Regions from separate parts of the Mus musculus genome. Here all the other regions are linked to region 2. The links are chromatin contacts, called in public Hi-C and promoter capture Hi-C maps. All regions are on one chromosome and are shown on one strand. Each heading gives the region's core, a stretch centred on a gene start, on an enhancer-like site or on the middle of the called end of the contact. The rest is flanking DNA. Distances are from core to core; before and after follow the strand shown.

Region 1 (2,700 bases), core at 64-2,563, 580 kb before region 2:
ACCATTAAACAGCTGTTTCTAAAGAATGAAATCACATGTCCTGTGATAGAACTAGAAAACCCATTGTAGTATCTTTGAGTGAAACAACCTATTTCAAACTATACACATGATTATAGTTGATCCACAAAAGCTCTTTTTGACCAATCTAACAGCAAAAGCATAAATAAATAAGGAGTCCAAGCCGGCTGTTAATTTTTCTTCACCTCTGGGTAAGTATAGGGTATTGCTGGCTGTGTTACTTTTGAGGTTCAAGGGTGATTCTATGGGCCATGATTTTCAGTGTGGATAAATACAGCTGAAGAGACTGATGTGTGACCTTTACTTTCCAAACCAAGAGCATGTGTAATCTACCCACCATTAATGCAGTTAATGCCCACATCCATATGCAGGAGAGACACTGGCTCCCCTTGGCCCTGGCCCTGGGCCTAAATGTTTCAGTGAATGCTGAGCCAACAATCCACAAAGGCTCTGAACAGTCTCCGGGAGCCGCCCCAGACTTCGCGAACAAAAATACCCGTGTGTGTGAACTTGCCTCAGAAACCCTTTCCTCGTGGGTTTGGACAGCAGCATCTCAAACAATGCTTTTGTTCAGTGGAATGATAGTGCTCCCGCAGACGCTTATCAATTATTGACTGCTTTTATTATATTCTTAGAAATAAGGTGACGATAAGCAGCATTGCTAACGTATGACATCCCTTTCATTATGAATGACTGAGTGATTTCCACACATTTTAAACTCCAAATAAGGAGGTGGGGAAAGGGATGGTAAAAAGAAAGACAAACCTCATACAGATTTCACCTCACTAACGACTTAATTGGCATCACCCCCAGGGTGAAATGTCCTAACACCCCACAACCTTTTATGACAGGAAGTGAAAATTCCATATCCAATTGGAGCTACAGGGATAATTTAGGGAGGCAGAATGTAATTATCCAATTAGGAATTTAGCCAGAACAGAAAGGTTAATCCCCCTTAGTCCTTTGAAAAGAGCCCATGGGATCTTTAATGACGACAAGGGGTCAGGACCTGTGTTTTACAACTTAAGCCAAAAAAAAAAAATTATTCAGACTTCTAGCTCACTTTCTGGAAAAACGGAGGAGTTCAAATGCATCCAACTTAAGGAGTTCTCCCATATCAGAACTGATTAAAACTCACCCATTTCCTGTATTCCCTTTTCTAGGTTACAGAGTCACAATGTGAAAGTTGTCTGGGTTTCACAATGGAGATGCGGGCTTGGCTCACGACACGAGTGGCATGCCTTCCTGCACATGAGACAGAAAATGGCAGCCCTGGTGCTGACTCAGGGGTTTGGAATGTGCCATTGATGCCTGGCTTGCCTCCAGCTTCAAGCTCAGGATCTGCCAAGTTGGCAGGCTGGGGAATTCGCTGTGGCAATTTTTCAAAATGTGAAGACTCAGTCCAAGGAGAGATTTTGTTTCTACATTTTAACTACCAGGACAAGTGACAGGGTCCCCTTTGACAAAGAGTCTGGTCTAAGACAGAAGAGCCCTACTCAAAGGAGAACTGACGGCATATTTGCAAGTACCTCTTATACAAATAACATCCCTTTTGGGCATTCATTTCAGAATTCTGGCCTAAGGAAATATGAATTACAAATTTTTTGTCTGGAAAGCACAGAACACAGACTTGCTGGATGTAGCAGAGATTCGCAGGTCTTCCTATCAGACAGAGTCATGTCATGGGTATTTACAAGTGAAACATTGCTTTCCTTTGGAGCCTAGCCAATATGGGATCATGGAACAGAGCTTTTTGAATTTTCAAAGCTGATAGTGAAAGTGGACGAGGAGGGGGAGATCTATAAGCAAACAAGTACAGCTTTGCCACAAACACTTTGGTGAAACTGGAACAGTACACGGGGATGTTGTTTATTTTCTAAAAGTTCCTTTCTGTCCCAGTAGCATTATTGAATTTTTTTTATGAGAGTATCAAGATATATACACAACAAATTAGGTTATTTGTCAGAGAAGGTATTAGCAGATTTGGTTAGTTTTAGTGAATCAATAGAAATTGTGGTCTTGTTCAATGCAGAAGGATCAGGTTTTAACTACTAATAATATGTCAGATTAAAATTATCAATGATTGATATTAGAAAATGCATCAAGCTCCACCTTCATGAGAATATCTAAAAAGCTTAGCCATGTAAAATAGAATATAAACACTGTAATATTTTAGACATATTTTTACTTTTTATAAAAATTCCAAGGAGACATTTTGTGTCAGATAATTTCAGATCCCTAAATAATTCTTTCTGTAAAAAGCAGAATAAAAAGATCATTTGTACAGGGAAAGGTGAGTTGCTGTTCTTCATATGATAATAGAATAATGATTACATTTGTACCAAAAATAAGAAAATACAGTCACCAAGTGAGTGAAATGCAATAAAAAATCTGAAATGACCAGTAATAATTAAAATTAATGTTAAGGTAATTTTTGTTCCCTCTTAATGTATTTAATTTTTATCAGGTCTATTGGCACCCGAAAAGACAAAAAGATCTTAATTCCATGTATTCACGATGGTCTATTTAGACCTTTCGTGGCAAAAATTAAAAAGAAAAGACAGATCATATGATTATCAACTGTCCTCTATTCAGGAAGAAGACTGACTGAGATGTCTTATGACTTCCCGATAACCATTCAACAGTTATTAAATTTTATTAGATATTAGGAAGGAAGGATAA
Region 2 (2,742 bases), core at 105-2,604:
TACAGTGTTCACTGATAGAAGAAGGCACACATCTCCTCCTCTGGCCTCTGTCCTTGTGATCACAAACACAAATGCACCCACCCCAAAAGCACACTACAGAACACACACACACACAGAGGCATGTATACACATATAAGCACATACAAAGGAATACTTGTATGCACACAAATATACATACACATACATAGACACATACATATGCACACATGCACACAAAGGCATATATACACACACACACATACAAAGGAATACTTGTATACATACAAATACACATACACACATATACACACATATGCACACACACACAAGCCCATAAAAAGGAATACTTATATGCATACAAATACACACACACACATACAGACATAGAAACACACACACACACACACACACACACACACACACACACACAAATGTCCACATGTGGCAAAGCCACGTGAGGTCATTTCTCTCAGCTTCATTGTCATCATGTCTTCAAAAGGCTATGCATGGTTATGCATACCTGTCATCCCAGGGCTGGGTTTGTATGTATGTATATGGGATGCTATGTATGCTTCAATAGTATGCTAGCTTTTCATTCAGCTTTTATCAATGTCAAACGGGATGGTATGTATTTGATAATCAAAGGGTATAATTGATCATTCCAGAAAAATATTCTTGTTAAAAATAAAAAATAATCAGAGTTGATTGTTGTGTTTATGCCGTGTGTGTCACATTTGGTTTAAGCTCTCTAGTCCCTCTGTAGCTGTCTTGGAATGTCAATAGCAAATGTTTATAAAGAATTAGTACGTGAAAAATCTTAAATTATTTTAGTTCCTAAGAATTTCAGTTATCTTAAACATTTTAAAGAATAATAGATTGGGCTGGGAATAATAAAGTATATTCTTATGATTGTTTTCAATAATGGATGTGAAATATGTTCCTTAAATTTAAATTTTTTAAAAAAAGTATAGTATTTACAAAAGAGGTGCATCAAGAATTCTGAACTGTGGAAAATACAGTGTTGGCATTTGCAAAATGCAGTAGCTGCACGCTGCAATCTAGACTCCTGAGTATGTGTTCAGACGAGCTTAGTCTCTGATATCAGCACTGATAAATTAGACCAAAACACGAGTCACCTCTACTGCCTGCGAACACACAGAGAGAAACACGAATAACACACACATACAAATGGACTCTTTTTTTTTTTTTTTTTTCCCCAAGCCGTAGAGAATCTCAGAATTCTGAGAGGGAAGAGATGTGCCACTATTTGACAGCAACACTTGGCAATGGTTCTGACAGTTTGAGGGGCAGCCAATCTCAGTGGTAAACCCTTTCATGGGCCCTTGGCTGCGACGTTGTTGTAACAGGAATGTGGCGCGCAGGGAAAGCAGGGTTGGCGAGAAAGCCAGGCAGGCTTCACTCTGTTTATCTCTGCGCTCACTGTAAACTGTGCTCATGGCGGAATCCACTGGCTGCCAGGTTTGCGTTGCTCCATGGAGCAGAAGACGCAGGGTAAGTGGAGGGAGATTGCAGAAACCAGACATCGCAGCCGTCTCTTCTAATTCTGGCTGTTAAGCAAAAACTTGAAATCATTGAATGGTTTTAGCTTTGTCGTTGTTGACTACAGAGAGCAAGCACCACGTGAGTACTTTGCCTAGCCTGTGTGCAAAACGGGAATGAGTGTAGCATCTATCGCCTATGGCGTCCAGGTGATAAAGTCGTAGACTGCCACAGATGCCCCAAACGGAGCGACACATATCAAGCATTGTAATTACTGAACAGTTAGTCAGAGTGGATCCAGGATTCAAACCAGGCAGCCTGGCTCCAAAGCCAGCCCTCTTAATCACTATCTTGCATTGCTGCCATTAATTATCCATCAATTTTCATAGAACAGTTAAAAATGCTTCATTGTGGTTACTCTTAATATTGATAAAATGAGGCACGGACAATTTTTATGGCTTAGGCAAGATTTTAAAGAAAAGTTCTGTCTCACACAACCACTCTCCACAAACGTTTGGTAAATAATGTAGAAGAAGTGTTTAGGACACTGAATATTACTGCAAGAGGAGAATCTGAAGACACGGCTCCCTCCTGGCAGAGGCTTAAGTCTGGTCAAGTCGCTGAAGCTGAAATGGAAAGAGGACTCCGAGCATAAAACACATGCAGTGTGGACGCACGGGTGTAAGATGTGTACACAAAGGACCAAACGGAGAAAATTGAGAGGGAGCAGACGTAGAAGCTTCCAGGAAAAAGGAAACTTCGAGCCAAGTTTGGAAAGAAAAGAGGGGTATGGGTTGGCAAAGTCTTTGCACCCAGCCATCTTGCCAATCAACAAATGCTCTCTGTCCAAGGCGGTTCCCAAGGCAAGACATCATGAGCGCGCGGGAGTGTGTGCACAGCTCCAGCCGGACGCCCGCCCTCCATGCAGGCAAAGCGCGAGACGAGCCAGCCTCCATCACAACATGGCTTTGACAAGTGGCCAAAGAAACGCACCAGTAGAGTATAAGGTGACCTATTCCAAGGGAGGAAAGACGGAAACTTCATAAAGATGAGCAGAGTTCTATGGACGTTCCAACCCTTTCAGTGTAACTATTTCTTACCATTATAAATTATTTTCATGCCCCTCGTACACTACAGCGTGTTTTTTCCCACTTCCATATCTGGGTTTACAGATGCTCTATAGTCAGTCCCTTTTTGTATCCTCCCTCTTTTCTGTGTTCTCATGCCCTTCCCCCAATCTTCCCATACTATACCAAAAGACAA
Region 3 (2,700 bases), core at 17-2,516, 960 kb before region 2:
ACAGTGGACTGAATTCACTGGGAGAGAGAAGGCTTCCTTCTACTGTGCCACATATTGCTGGGTGGGAAAAGTTTAAGGGTGAGCATCCCCGAAGTTTCTCGCATCCAGGAGAGAACTAAAATCTCTAACTGGCAAGCGTGCTCCAGACATGGATTAAAGGATCCTGCTTATTCACCCCCAGCTGGATTGATTCTCCATCTTTTAAGTACTCCTTATTACTATAATGGAGGACAAGTCAGCATTATTATGTATTCCAAACAAAAACTCAGTATTTTCTCACTATTGAAGTATGCCACCAAAAATGTACACGTTTTGTTGAATTGCAACTTCACTTGGTAGTGAAGTCTTAAAAATGAAAGCCAAATCCTTGAATTTAAATTAATAAAATGTTTAAAACCACCCAATTAGCTAATAAACACCAGAGTAACCCCGAAGCTTGCTTAGTTTGTTGTTTGCTGGATTACTTTGATGGTATCAAACAAACCAAAACAAACAAAACTCCTAAATTTTTGCTTGAAATGAAAACTTAAGGTAATAAATAAGACAAGTTAAACAACAGAGTTTGAATGGGTAGGATAAACTGCGCTAATATAACAAATCTTTCAGGTCACATTATATTTTATATCTTTTAATTTATATATTATATATGTTTAGTTTATTTATTTTAATTGCAGGATTGAAGATGGAATGCAAGGCCGCACATATGCTAGGCAAGCACTCTACCAGCAGCCATTTTAATCTTGTAGGTTATTTTGGAAGTTCTGAATTTAAAGCATAAAATATTTCATAAGGTAGCCAAATATATCCAAACAAATGAATCTGATGGGTTTTTTTTCCAAGACAAAAGCAGTCTTAAAATCTGAGTATATAGATAATTTGTAGAGATGAGAATTAAAGTCTACCAGGGATCTCAATGAAAATCTCCAGAAAAAATATATATATATGTAATCAAATATGAGGTACATGTACTGAGTTAACCTATGGCCAGCTCATGGCCCATGTGAAGTGAAAGTCATGCTACATTTTATTACAGACTCTGCCTTCATGGGTGATCTTCAGTATGTTTTATTTTAATTGAAACTCTTAAGGAAACTGGCAGTATTCTTTGGGTTTCCATTATTCCTACTCTAGTCTATCTGTTGATGTGGCTGTGTGGTATTTATTCCTCTGGGAATCACCATGGTCACAATATCTAAGACTGTGTTTTACTATCCCCAGCCTACCCACCCAAGAATTAGTTTCACCCCCTTGGGGGCGACATTGTCCCTGCTGCGAATGAATGCATGGCATAAGCTAATTCCTATTTCCAGACAGGGGGCAGATCCGCGCCTTGCAGGAACTCCAGACTTTCTTATCAATACCTTATTGCTAAGTGATAAGCAGAGGAAGTTTTGTAAGTGGCTTTGAAGATCCTAGGACGGAGAGTGGTATTGAAAAGCCGGAGGAATCAGAGTTGGCTATCCTTTGCCTCCTGTCTGCTTCTTCCTAGTGAGTGTACTGTCAAGAACAGTCAAGCAGTTGAGCTCCTGTCCCGAGCAAGGGACCCAAGCTGCCCCCCAGTCAAGCATCCTTGCCTTGGTCCGCAGCCGGCCAGGCAGTGCTGCAGCAGGTCCCTCTGGCTAGCAAGCAGGTGAGGAGCCAGCAGAGTGAGCGTTTGATGTTGCCAGCTCTCCTTTGCCACCCAACTTTTCCCCCCTTCAAAACCTCTTAGCAAACTTCAAAGGCCTCCTTGCTTCTTGCCTTAATCCAGTGCACTGAGACCTCTAGTTCAAAGAACTTTCCTTAAACCCTCTTCTTAAACGGCAACCCAAACTTTTTTTTCCCTTTCCTTTCCACAAAGTAGCAATTACAGCTCCGTTGAGTGGCGATTGGGCTCGGCCGATCCGCTCCTGCTATTAATTAATCTTACAAAGGGGGCTCATTTCCTGGCATTCAAATTGACAAGAGACCAGAGAACAGAAAATCCTTTCAAGCAGTTCCAACTCACCGAGGGGAAGAGGTATCAGAGGAGAGAGCCCCACAGCATTTGAGGTGGAGGGCACATCTGATACCTCCCTGTATATTCTGCGGATTGAGTGATTTTTGTTCACTGAGAGCTCTTTGCTAATCTTGTACCTGTAAAGCTTTAACAGAAGGCACCGTGGCTGGCTCACAAGTGCAGCTCCAATCTGACAGAAGAGATTTGCAGGAGAGGCACCCCCCCCCCCATCCCAACCTCCAGAAGGCATCTTCTTCAACGTTACACTTCACTTTAAACAGAAAAATGTTCAGTTTACTCACATAGAAAAGCCCTTGGAAGAGGAGGAGATGAAGGGAGGCGAGAAAGCAGGAGCGCAGACAAGAGATTAAAGCTTTTTATTCAGTATCTCTTTCGTATTCAAATCGTGCTAAGGGCTCTGTGAAACTTAGAAGCAAGCTTGTTCAGGAGGGCTTCTAAAGTGTGTACATGGATTTCATGGGAATGGAAAAGAAGCCACAGCCTGGGAAATGAAAGAGAGATAAGATGTCCCTATGTAAAAAGCCGGAGTGGTTCAATTACTCCAGCACACCATCAAGGCAAGCTTTGAAGATTTGAGAAAACACTGCTAAATTTTAACAAAAAAAAAAAAAAAAAAAAAAAAAAAAAAAAAAAAAAAGAAAGAAAGAAAAAAAAAAAAAGAAAAGAAAAGAAACCAACCCTCATGTTGCAGGTTTTGTACC
Region 4 (2,700 bases), core at 182-2,681, 550 kb after region 2:
GCCATGTTGCTAGGTGTTGCTCTTCAGCCCTACCTGCTTCCTATGATCTGCTGTTTGCAGGGTAGCTGTACTCTGGCTCAACTTCTTGTCCTCCCAGGAAGCGGGCTTCTGTGAAAGCACCCAGCGTGGCTTAACGGGAAAACAGTGGGTATTTTGGCAGCTTTACACCACAGATAGTGCCCCAGTGGCACGAAATTGAAGCCGTTTAGCTGTAAATGTGATATCGCACTTGACGATTTCCCTTGGCAAAGCTCTGGGCCGCCCACATTGAATAGAGGCAGAGAAATGGAACTTGGGTGAAAAGCCAGCCACAGGAGAAGCGGACCGAAGGGGCTCATAAACGCATTCGTCCATCATTTACCGTCCGAACGCCACTCTCCACTCAGGCTACCAGGAGCAGGCAGCCCCACTTATGCGACGGGGAGCAGGCAGTGAAGTTGCTGTTGTTCTTCTGTTTATTAAAAACGGATGGGAGCACTTGACAGAAAAATCAAACTTCTGGCCATGGCTCATTAATCCCTGTTGTGTCTGTCAAGGGGATGTGTTCTGAGTTCCAATAAGCCTGGAGAAGTAAGTTTGCTTCTAAGCTTGGGCATTTTCTCTAAGTTTGAATGGAGAAAAAGACACGCCAGTCACCTCCAAGGAGAGATAGACTCTGAACCTGTTTTTAGACCTACCTAAGTGCAATTCCGTATAAGTGACTTGGTTTAAGTGAAAAGCGATCGTCATTAATAATTTTATTGTTGATATCTGACATAGTGTCCCTTGAGGAGAGGTAGAGTCTGCTAGCATAACTTTTCCAGGATTTAACGTTTATACAGCTCTCCAGCTCTTGCAGACATATCTTAGAGGGATACCCTGGTAGACTGTTTGGATGTGCCTGAAGTCAATCAGACAAGTATAGCCCTCTATCAAATACTTACTCCTTAGCTTCTTGCCCAATTATAGGGAAAAGACCATCCTCAACTCAGACTGATTACAGCAACCCAGAAGACAGAGACAGCATCTCCTGGCCCCTTTCTTTAGAACAATTACTGTTTGTGAGGAAATCGAGATGTCAAACTCTTCGCTTTGGCTTCTGGTATAGTTACAGTTAATATTAGGGCCAGAGGAAAGGCACGTTTTCCGGCTCATTTAGGGGTTGTGCGACTCATGTTCCTGAGATTCCCAAAGCAGCCCTTCGTTCCTTTTGTGTGACAGTGTATAGGATCCTTAGCACACTCCTTATAGAGGTACATAAGGATTTGGTGAAATGATGAGTGTAAATGGAATAAACCCAGCGTGTGTCCTGTCAGACGCACACAGGAAGTTCCTCTTGCCATAGCTGTTAGGATGATTCCACGTTGCCATCCATCTTCCACGAGAGAAGTGTCTGCTGGAAACTGCAGCCTTTCTCCCACAGTGTTCCCAAGCTGTCTGCCAGGAGAGCGCTGGGAAGGGAAGGCATCTGCAGAAGGCTCCTGCCAGGCCTGCTCACTGGTTGGATGGCGATTGAACTCATAATTCTGGACTCCATTCTGGTCTGGCTGCTGTGACTGATACAGAGAAGTTTGAAATCTTGGCTCTGCACTCAATAAGCATAAATCTCACCCACATTAGCGCTGATGGGAAACTCTCGGTGTAGGCTAGATATCTTAAGTCAGGGGCTTTAAAGTTAAAGTAGGCAAAAACCCCAAAGGAAGCTTAAGGCTGAGGGGGCAACAGCTCAGAAGGGAGCAGGAGACGGAACCAAGCACCTGCTACGTATTTGGGTTCACCCTCAGGGCTGCAGATTAGCTGAGCTGTGCCTCCCAGCATTTCTGTGTGCATAACTGGTTCTTGTTTAGAAACTCGCATGGTGGGTCATTTTTCTTTCTGTACCTCTAGAGAATTGAAACCACATCTCCCGAGTATGGAGCACAGTTCAGCTAGAAGCCAGAAACACAGATTATCTTGTCTTCCTATAAGACCCAAACTCCGATCAATTCTTCTGGAAACGTTCACTGAGCACCCTTGGTGGTGGGTATAAGCCAGAGCTAGCAGGAGCTAGTCGGGAAGCCTGGCTTCTCCAGTGGCAAACCTGTGTGTCAGGCTGCAAGGAGCTCGGATGCTTATCCGGCCCTAGGTAAAGTAACAGATTTTTTTTTAAGACAGCAGTGACTTGCATTTGTGTAGAGTGCATGCCCCACGGTCCACGTGCTGCGGGCTAGGTGGGTAGGACTGTAGAATCACAATGATAAATCTCTCAAGTGGAGCCTATAATGCGAGGCAGTTAGGATAGGACACAGCAGCACTGTGAAGCAGTACTGGTTATCCCAGGAGGGAGTTAATTCTCTAGAAAGCAGGCTGCTATAAAGCAAGGTCACACATGTACCTTTTCCTTTCTCTACAAGATTCCAACGAAGCCAGGGCATTTGCTAGCAGCCAAATAGATAGAAACACCTGATCGTGGACTTTCACCCTTCAAAGGTGTAAACTGAGTAGGTCTCTTTTTTTTTAAAACAAGTTACCCAGTATCAAACACTGCTATAATAACACAAATGCATGTTAAAAGCCACCAAAGCAAGACAGAGCTCACTTGAGGACAGTCAGGAGAGCTTTTGGAACTGTGAGAGTTCCTTTTAACTGGACGCTGGAGGGCTGTTAGTGTGATAGAAATTCCCTACTGCAGCACATTTTGAATGGGGGGGGGTGGGTCACATAGCTGAGCACCGGGGTCAG

What was found. Promoter capture Hi-C pulls out the DNA fragments that hold promoters and counts their contacts. Hi-C and Micro-C count contacts between places; a contact is called where the count stands out from the background.
Region 1: a Hi-C map of neural progenitor cells shows a contact between it and region 2, with 2.5 times the contacts expected there. The contact joins two enhancer-like sites. A contact is called at or near these places in 4 of 484 Hi-C or Micro-C datasets (Sertoli cells, cerebellar granule neurons, cerebellum and 1 more) and 1 of 115 datasets of contacts at active chromatin or transcription factors (astrocytes).
Region 3: a Hi-C map of cerebral cortex shows a contact between it and region 2, with 4 times the contacts expected there. The contact joins two enhancer-like sites. A contact is called at or near these places in 4 of 39 promoter capture datasets (cranial neural crest, frontonasal cranial neural crest, hippocampal neurons and 1 more), 10 of 484 Hi-C or Micro-C datasets (the HL-1 cell line, brain, cardiomyocytes and 7 more), 3 of 115 datasets of contacts at active chromatin or transcription factors (astrocytes, embryonic hindbrain and forebrain) and 1 of 9 other capture datasets (embryonic trunk).
Region 4: a contact with region 2 is called in a promoter capture Hi-C map of hippocampal neurons, with 4 times the contacts expected there. The contact joins two enhancer-like sites. A contact is called at or near these places in 1 of 39 promoter capture datasets (hippocampal neurons), 2 of 484 Hi-C or Micro-C datasets (both in cortical neurons) and 1 of 115 datasets of contacts at active chromatin or transcription factors (astrocytes).

Annotation. Positions count from the first base shown.
Region 1 is chr1:41,651,533-41,654,232 of GRCm38.p6, forward strand. No RefSeq gene overlaps it. Among named protein-coding and RNA genes, the nearest start is that of Gm35935, 79 kb to the left of the region's middle. Within about 2 kb of position 1,314, at least 64 of the 459 cell types and tissues checked have an H3K27ac peak or open chromatin away from gene starts, as enhancers often do. A contact at or near this core is called in neural progenitor cells, where this site is marked.
Region 2 is chr1:42,228,502-42,231,243 of GRCm38.p6, forward strand. No RefSeq gene overlaps it. Among named protein-coding and RNA genes, the nearest start is that of Gm28175, 28 kb to the right of the region's middle. Within about 2 kb of position 1,355, at least 34 of the 459 cell types and tissues checked have an H3K27ac peak or open chromatin away from gene starts, as enhancers often do. A contact at or near this core is called in cerebral cortex, hippocampal neurons and neural progenitor cells, where this site is marked.
Region 3 is chr1:41,273,490-41,276,189 of GRCm38.p6, forward strand. No RefSeq gene overlaps it. Among named protein-coding and RNA genes, the nearest start is that of 4930448I06Rik, 94 kb to the left of the region's middle. RefSeq lists an enhancer at 987-2,557. Within about 2 kb of position 1,267, at least 11 of the 459 cell types and tissues checked have an H3K27ac peak or open chromatin away from gene starts, as enhancers often do. A contact at or near this core is called in cerebral cortex, where this site is marked.
Region 4 is chr1:42,780,295-42,782,994 of GRCm38.p6, forward strand. No RefSeq gene overlaps it. Among named protein-coding and RNA genes, the nearest start is that of Dalir, 31 kb to the left of the region's middle. Within about 2 kb of position 1,432, at least 9 of the 459 cell types and tissues checked have an H3K27ac peak or open chromatin away from gene starts, as enhancers often do. A contact at or near this core is called in hippocampal neurons, where this site is marked.